Linked DNA regions of Hordeum vulgare: region 1 is linked to region 2. The links are chromatin contacts, called in public Hi-C maps. All regions are on one chromosome and are shown on one strand. Each heading gives the region's core, a stretch centred on a gene start, on an enhancer-like site or on the middle of the called end of the contact. The rest is flanking DNA. Distances are from core to core; before and after follow the strand shown. Region 1 holds the start of LOC123410599. Region 2 holds the start of LOC123434933 (probable E3 ubiquitin-protein ligase XBOS33).

Region 1 (4,285 bases), core at 1,580-4,079, 840 kb after region 2:
GCTCCGATCCCCAAAAGGATTAACGACATCTGCACCTAAACCAAACCATACGTTCCTTGGGTCACATGTAAAGTCGCTCCACTTTCTCTCGATCTTTCTCCACTGCGACCCACCAGTGGGTGCTCTCAACTTCTCGTCTTTCTTACGGTCTTTTATGTGCCATTGCATCAACTCGGCATGCTTTTTTGTTTTTGAACAGACGTTTCAACCGTGGTATTATAGGAGCATACCACATCACCTTGGCAGGAACCATCTTCCTGGTGCGCTGGCCCTCAACATCACCAGGGTCATCTCTTCTTATCTTATACCGCAATGCGCCGCATACTCGGCATGCGTTCAAATCCTCGTACGCACCGCGGTAGAGGATGCAGTCATTAGGGCATGCATGTATCTTCTGCACCTCCAATCCTAGAGGGCATAAAACCTTCTTCGCTTCGTACGTACTGTCGGGCAATTCGTTATCCTTTGGAAGCTTCTTCTTCATTAATTTCAGTAGCGAACTAAATGCCTTGTCAGATACACCATTGTCTGCCTTCCGTTGCAGCAATTCCAGTATGGTACCGAGCTTTGTGTTGTCATCTTCGCAATTTGGATACAACCCTTTTTTGTGATCCTCTAACATGCGATCGAACTTCAACTTCTCCCTTTCACTTTCGCATTCTCTATGTGCATCAACAATGACCCGACGAAGATCATCATCGGGCACATTCTCTGGTTCCTCTTGATCTTCAGCTTCCCCCATTGCAACATCACCGTATTCAGGGGGCGGGTAGTTGTGATCATCCTCTTCTTCTACGTTGTCTTCCATCATAACCCCTCTTTCTCCGTGCTTGGTCCAAACATTATAGTGTGGCATAAAACCCTTGTGAAGCAGATGGAAGTGAAGGGTTTTATAGTCGGAGAATTTCTTCATACTCCCACAGACCGTACATGGATAATGCATAAAACCATTCCGCTTGTTTGCCTTAGCCGCTTCGAGAAAATTATGCAGGCCATTAATATACTCGGAGGTGCGTCGGTCACCGTACATCCACTGACGGTTCATCTGCGTGCGTTATATAACAAAGTGTGTTAAAAACTACACAAATCTTGATGAAAATGGAGCTTGGACAAGGAGCTTCTAAAGCACAAAGCTTAAGTGTGGCTCGGGCATTTCATCGAACACCTCATGTGCATAGGAGGTGAGCTAGAGCACCACAAAGCTCTCCCACGGCCGGTCAAAAAAACAAAGCAGTGCACTGCTCTGCTCGCGGGGGTATATGTAGGCCAACTGTTGGTCCCGGTTTGTGGCTGGAACCGAGACCAAAGGACAACCTGAGGTCCCGGTTCCAGCCACAAACCGGAACTACTGGTTGTGGGCCACGAGCGAGTCACATTGGTCCCGGTTCGTGTCTGAAACCGAAAACGAAGGTGACAAACAAAACGGGACAAATGGCCGACGAGGACCGGCCGGCGCGTGGCCTCACGAACCGGAACCTATCCCCATATGGGTCCCGATTCGTGAGTGAAGCTAGACTAATAAGATTCATCAAATGAAACAAAACCATCTTTTCTACTAGTGACACATAGGCTCTCTAAGAGTAGTATTTTTCTCTCGCCCTCGTTCACGACTACTCCACGGTAGAGGGTGAACGTTGGTCATGCTCGTACTCTAACCCACACACGCAGGTGTAAACGTCAAATATAGACGAGCAAGATAGCGTACCAACGACCACATCAACTCAAACGAGAAACGACATTTAATTTTTGTGCACACTACTCCAAGTTGTAGTGGTTTTTCTCCACTGATGACGATGGAAAGCAAATGCGCGGTCAACTCTTTTGGTTGAAGACGTCAGTGGCTGTGGTTGCCGGCGGCGTCGCCTTTCCTTGATTTGGCCTCCCACTAAAGTGCAAAGCTGCCGTCGGAATAGTCCGATCAGACGAACGAAACATCCGAAACACTCTCGGCAATGATATTACATCGACCACCTAAATTCCAACTAGTCCCTACCACTTCAATCAATGACATTACGCGAAAACAGCCCTGAATTATTTTATCTTCACAAACATAGATCCAAAAAGGACTGCAGCTTGAGTAAATTATTTACTATAGTATACTGTAGCTTCCGAATGCATGGCTCCGTCGTCGCTATCGCCGGGACGAGCCGGTAGATGACTGCGTCCTACGCACGCACGGCGCCGGCGTGAGTGACCCGGAGCTTGTCGCCGTTGACCCGTGCCCACTCCTTGCCGTCGGCGTCCTCCGGGCTGCCGGCCGAGTTCCCCGCCAACGCGACGCGGCCGCGCACGGTGCCGTCTACGGGCACCACCGCCGCGCGCAATGCCCGGCGCCCCGTGACCGTCGGAGACGAGGACGACGACACGGAGAGCCCGGCCCTCTCGGCGGTGTGATGGGTCTCGAAGTCGAGCCCCGAGGCGTCGCCCCTGCACGTCGCGGCGCCAGCGACGAAGAAGGGGGTCCGCCCGAGGACGATCTTGTCCGGCGCGTTGCGCCCGTTGTGCCATATGGAGAAGCAGTAGGTCGCCGAGCAGAGCATCACCGTGACGGCGACGGTCAGAAGGTCCCGGCGCGCGCACCACCTCCCGCGGGCGCGCTCACGGCCGCTCGGCGAGCTGGCGCTCGGCATGGCCGACCAGGGGACGGAGAGCGGGAGGAACCGGGAGGGAAGATACCAGCAGAGGAAAGGGAATAAGGCGCGCTCGGCTCGGTGAATGCGCGTGCGCGGATGACTTTTCGTGGATATGGTCGTATGGGTATGTGTGTGGTGCAACGGATTGAGCAAAGGACAGAAGGTCTTAATCACGTCACGTAAGCTTCAGAAATGGAGACTGGAGAGGTGTGTTGGCAAGAGGAACATGCTCTGCATGTTCAAAAAATTAAATAGAGGAACATGCTCAACCACTTTTATATGTAGGATTATGACGCGTCATTATGGTGTTTGTTTCAAGAAGACACTTGTTTGGGTAGATAATTCATTGTCAGGATATGATCATCTCATCACATTGTCAGGATATATATTTAGCTTGAGATTTATCTCCATGTAGCTTGTACAAACTACAGATTTATACCGGGAAATACAACATATTATAGCAGACCACGGATACACAAACTCCTGAGGTAACAGGAAATGAACAAATGAAATTATATCCACGTTATCAATGTATCATGCTTCCCCGCAAAAAAAAAAGTAATCCTAGAGTTGAACTGGAATAAGTCAGTTTTTATATTCTGTATGGTATGTAGCTTTTGCGCTATGGGTTTTCTCAAGGGCATTGATTTGGTCAAGGTTATAGCATCTATAACGGACCTCTCATATCCGTCTCAAACGGTTCGATAGGTCGTTCGGTCCTTGATCGGTCACAAAAACTTGATCCAACCGGATCCCTCAAACGGGCCTCAAAAGCCCGGCCTGACCGACACCCCTCATATCCATCTCAAATATGAAACGGATATGAGGAAGCCCGAGAACGTCGGACTTCGAGTCCCACTGGGAACGGGCTGCTCGCCGTGGGAAGGAGAGGATAAGGGTCGACGAGGCCTATCTCGCGGAGGAAATGGCGGAGACGGAGGCGGTTGATGTGGCGGCGCGGGTCGCCGCAGAGGAGGAACTCATCTCCGTCCATATTTTGAAGAAACGACAGCGAAGGAACACGCGAGCCCTCCCCGGCGAGCAGAATCGGGCAGTCAGTGGAATGGCCGGACTGCCATCGAAGGATGTGGAGGAGGTGAGCGACGACGAGGATAGCTCCGGTGACGAGCAGATCTGACTCGATCCGTCTGCATCTTCGATTGGTATTTTGGCGAGAAGGACGACAAGGGCTCCGGAAAAGGCAAGGGCAGCCGTGGCCAATGTCTACCATAGCCAAACATGCCAAATTTTAGTAGTTCGATGACATGTTAGTAGTGATGGAGTAGTCGAACGATGTGTATAATGCATTGACGTAGTAGTTGCATGGTTTGTATGGATTTGAGATATCACTAGCAAAAGGACCCATGCGTTGCAACGAGAGAAAAACAATTATAATCTTCAATGGTGCTGATCATATTATGTCTTTAAAATTTTAGGACATTTCTTAAAATGCATGAACATTTTTTGAATTAGCAAACATTTTTTTCAATTGCACTCAAAAAATAACACGCAAACTTTTTTTCAAAATCCTGGACTTTTATTGTTTTCACCAACCTTGTTCTCAAAATTATAAACATTTTTCTGAATATGCGAATATTTTTACAAAAATCCTGAGCATTTTTTGAATTCACAAACATTTTATTTTTTCTTTA
Region 2 (3,723 bases), core at 417-2,916:
CTTGTCCAAAAAATGCGATGCTCGTTTATGACAGTTACATACCTGGCAACACTCCAGACTCCCCCCGCCAGCTGCGTAATGCAAAGGAGTACTGCCAGCTCCTGATCCATAAAGATATAATTTGAGAACTCATTTTAGATAAGAAAAACATCATTATCTACTGCATATCGTCTGAAATAAGAATCATCACTTGCCTATCAAATTCGATGTAGTTCCGTAGGGAAATGTGACAGCCGAGACATTAGCACCTAACTCAATCAACAATTGCATGCAATCGAAATGGCCATTCAAAGCTGCCATGTGAAGAGCTGTAACACCGCCATCAGCAGGTTTGTTGATGTACCTCACACGAGCACTGAACAAAAACAAGGTACAGCTGATTACTAGTTATTTCAAACAAAATAGACAACACTAGATCAACACTTGACAAAATACATACGGTTCATTGAACTTTAATCCCAGTGAAGAAGTAGGGCTGCTGCCGCTATTCGCCTGAGAATCACCGCCATCTGCAACCGAAGAGGCAGTGTCGTCCAAGGGCCCGCTCGGGATGAAGTCAGCAAGTAACAGCCTTACACACCGAACAAGTCCGTCGTGCGCTGCAAAGTGCAATGCCGTTCGACCACTCAAGTAATCCGCCCTGGTAACCTTCCAAGCAACCCAAACACAAGCAGCAGTCAGCACCTTCCTTGTCTCAGGGCACACATTGTAATCACAAATACCGCCATACATTGCATCTGAAGAGCAGAAGCATCTGAACCACCTCCCAGTGTCCATGCCGACACGCATGCATCAACGCAGTCTTCATTCGCACATCCAAATAAACAAAAAACAATCAGCTAAATGTTTCACCTCGCAAAAGGATTGTAGAGACTAGAGACGGATCGGAATGTAACACGTATGTATCCCGTGGGCGAGCACAGAGCAGGACACCACGAGAGCCCAACAAGAATTCAATTTTCGGCTTGTCCCGATATTGCAAAGATCAGGTACTACTTTCACTAGAAACGCGACGCGGTGGCTGCCAGTTTCAGCAGGTATAAATGGCAGATCTTCCATTTTTGGGGTGGGATTCCTACATGCCTGTCCATGAAACGATACTCGGAAGGAAAGATCTACCTGGCCGCAGTAGTTCCGCGCGTTCACATCCGCGCCCTTCTCCAGCAGCAGCGTCACAATCTGGAAAACAGCCCAGGCAAAAAAAACACCAGCCCGTCAGTCGAATCAAATCGAACGGGAAACCACGCAAGCACGCACGCGGACGCGTAGAATCACGAGGGAAGCGGCACGGACGTCGAGGTGGCCCTTGGCGGCGGCGAAGTGGAGCGGGGAGTTGAGGCCGCCGAAGGTGGAGTAGCGCGCGAGCGCCGGGCTGAGCTCGAGCAGCATGCGCGCCTCGACGGCGTCCCCGTCCCGCGCCGCGGACACCAGCCGCTCGCCGGACGCGGAGCACCCCAGCGAGTTCCCCATCGCCGCTGCCGCCGCCGCCGCGGCCGGCGCTCCTCAGCCCGCGCCGGCGAGCGGCGTCCTCGTGGGCACGGGCACGCCGCCGGGGCGAACGAAGCGCGGGGGCCGACGACGGTCGGCGGGATCGCCGGCGGCGAGGCGTGCGGCCGTAATTTCGGGGCGGGGGCGGGGGCGGTGGTGGGTCGTCTTCGCGTCCTGCGTTCTGGGGTCTCAAATTTTTCCCAGGCCCGGAAGAAGGGGGGGAGGAGGAGGAGCAGAAGGCTTTTGATTTGATTTTGTATTTCCGTCGTCGCTTTATATATTCTTCGGTTTAAAATGTGCTAGTGCTAGTGTTTTAATTTAAATAGTGATTTGGCATGGCTCATGTGGCACTGGGACCAGATAATCCTGCATAGATTAGTAGCAGCTTGTGTGGGTGTGATTGTGCTTGGTGACTGATGATGGGGGTTGGTTGTAGATGATGGTCACGGGCCAAGCTTTTTTTCATCTTGCTTTTTTTTTTTTTGCTTGGATGAAGCGTGATGGATCATGGATGGATGGATGAGCCACGAGATTTCAAGTTGTTGTTTTCACTTCTTTTTGTTTGATTTTAGCGAGCCCGATAAAGTCGCCCTTCATGGCTGATTGGCAATACCACCTAACAAGTACCCACTAATCGACCCCTCTTTGTATCATCTTTAAACACAAAAACGTCTCTTTCCCCACCCTTCCCGTGGTGATGTGTAGTATACATAGCATACATACATTGATACATACCTACATACATACATACATACCCCGTAAAAAAAATGCATACATACATGATGGATGCCCGGTGTGTGTATCATACACTTATAACCGTCATCAGGCGAAAAATGAAACAGAAATGGGGTCAACATGGTAGGCGCGGTGTGCATCCTATTACTGCACTTGTTTTCCACGCCTGTATTTCATGATAAGAAAAAATAAAACGTGAAGAAAAAAAGGTCAATGTGGTAGGCGAGCGGGTTGTGCGCTGGGCGCTCGCAAATCACATGTTTTGATATGGACGGCGGGTTTGTCCTCCGATGATGCCCACAAGGAAAGGAAAGCAGGTCGGAGCACGGGACAAAGTTTGCTCAAGTGGACCGATGGACGGCACTAGTTAGTGACCACATGTACGGCCCAAGATCACCCGCTCAACTCAATGTGATTTTATCTCTCGCTAGCTCTAGCTCTAGGTGTATGCTTATTGAACATGTCGCCGTCGATGATGAGTGATTTATTTATATCGGGTCGGTGTCGCTGACGGTTCATGGGTAAGCATACCATCGTGTCATTATTAATGGGCGAGTGTATGAGTGACTCCTTGCATCAGACTCTGATGGATACATACTTACTACTCCCCGCTGTTTTGTTGACTTAAATGTTTCCTAATGAACTCGCAACATTGCCTGTAGAAGCATTGCTAGGCTGTGTGCGTACGATGTCGCAATTTATATCCGAAAAGTTTCTAGAAGAAAAAAGAAAAGAATCTTTTTGCCAGATATTTGTCCTCTCCTAACACGCATGGCCAGGAGAAATATCGCCACTCGTGCCGTGTCAGCCAACTTGTCACAACCGAGACAACAACCTTGCACGTAAAGTATCCGGGGTAAAGGACACGTCCTTGGCTATCTGGTGAGGTTTCGTTGAGCTGCCACACTACACTTGTCATCTTCCCTTCCCTTCCCTTTCCCTCTCTGCAGATCGCACCGGAAAGCCAAGATAAACAACTTGCTTCATCATATTCATTCATATCGGAGGCACATGCAAGTGGACCAGCCTCTTCTTTTAAAAGGAGTCCATTTGATTGTCAATACTACCAGATCTGGTGATCTGCTCGTACTCCGTGTGTACTAGTATTGCACTTGCATTGAAGCAATGCATATGCAGTTATGCTGGCCTTGATGGTCGAAAACGCGTCTGCTGGTAACTTGGCCAAGTCAAATGGTGTCCACCATGACTAAGCATGGGATATGGGATTCGAATTTTGACTAAGCATGACGTCATCATTGTCATGCATCACTGGGAAAATTCTGAATGCTGGAAACGAGCAACATGCTATTCTTTCATCAAACGGCATAAACACATACACTTAAAACAGGGGCCCACATCGATGCGGGCCTGGGCGCTGCTGGGCACATGCCACGCTTGCTGCCCTTTTCTAGCTCCAGGCCGAAGAGTCTACTCTGGATGAATCCACCACGAGACATGGATATGCTCCCGTTGTCCATTCTCGTCGTCTCCATACGCACA

What was found. A called contact is a pair of places that touch in the nucleus more often than the background predicts.
Region 1: a contact with region 2 is called in a Hi-C map of leaf, with 4 times the contacts expected there. The contact joins the promoter of LOC123410599 here to the promoter of LOC123434933 in region 2. A contact is called at or near these places in 2 of 6 Hi-C or Micro-C datasets (leaf and seedling).

Annotation. Positions count from the first base shown.
Region 1 is chr1H:342,056,061-342,060,345 of MorexV3_pseudomolecules_assembly, forward strand. LOC123410599 reads right to left here and starts at 2,830. Exons shown (of 1, transcript XM_045103544.1): 1 at 1,722-2,830. The coding sequence starts at 2,630. The coding sequence ends at 2,166.
Region 2 is chr1H:341,216,267-341,219,989 of MorexV3_pseudomolecules_assembly, forward strand. It overlaps LOC123434933 (probable E3 ubiquitin-protein ligase XBOS33), which reads right to left and starts at 1,667. Exons shown (of 10, transcript XM_045115543.1): 1 at 1,294-1,667; 2 at 1,120-1,179; 3 at 731-802; 4 at 440-648; 5 at 195-355; 6 at 43-101. The coding sequence starts at 1,470. It overlaps LOC123434949 (shaggy-related protein kinase alpha-like), which reads right to left. Exons shown (of 13, transcript XM_045115544.1): 13 at 3,416-3,723.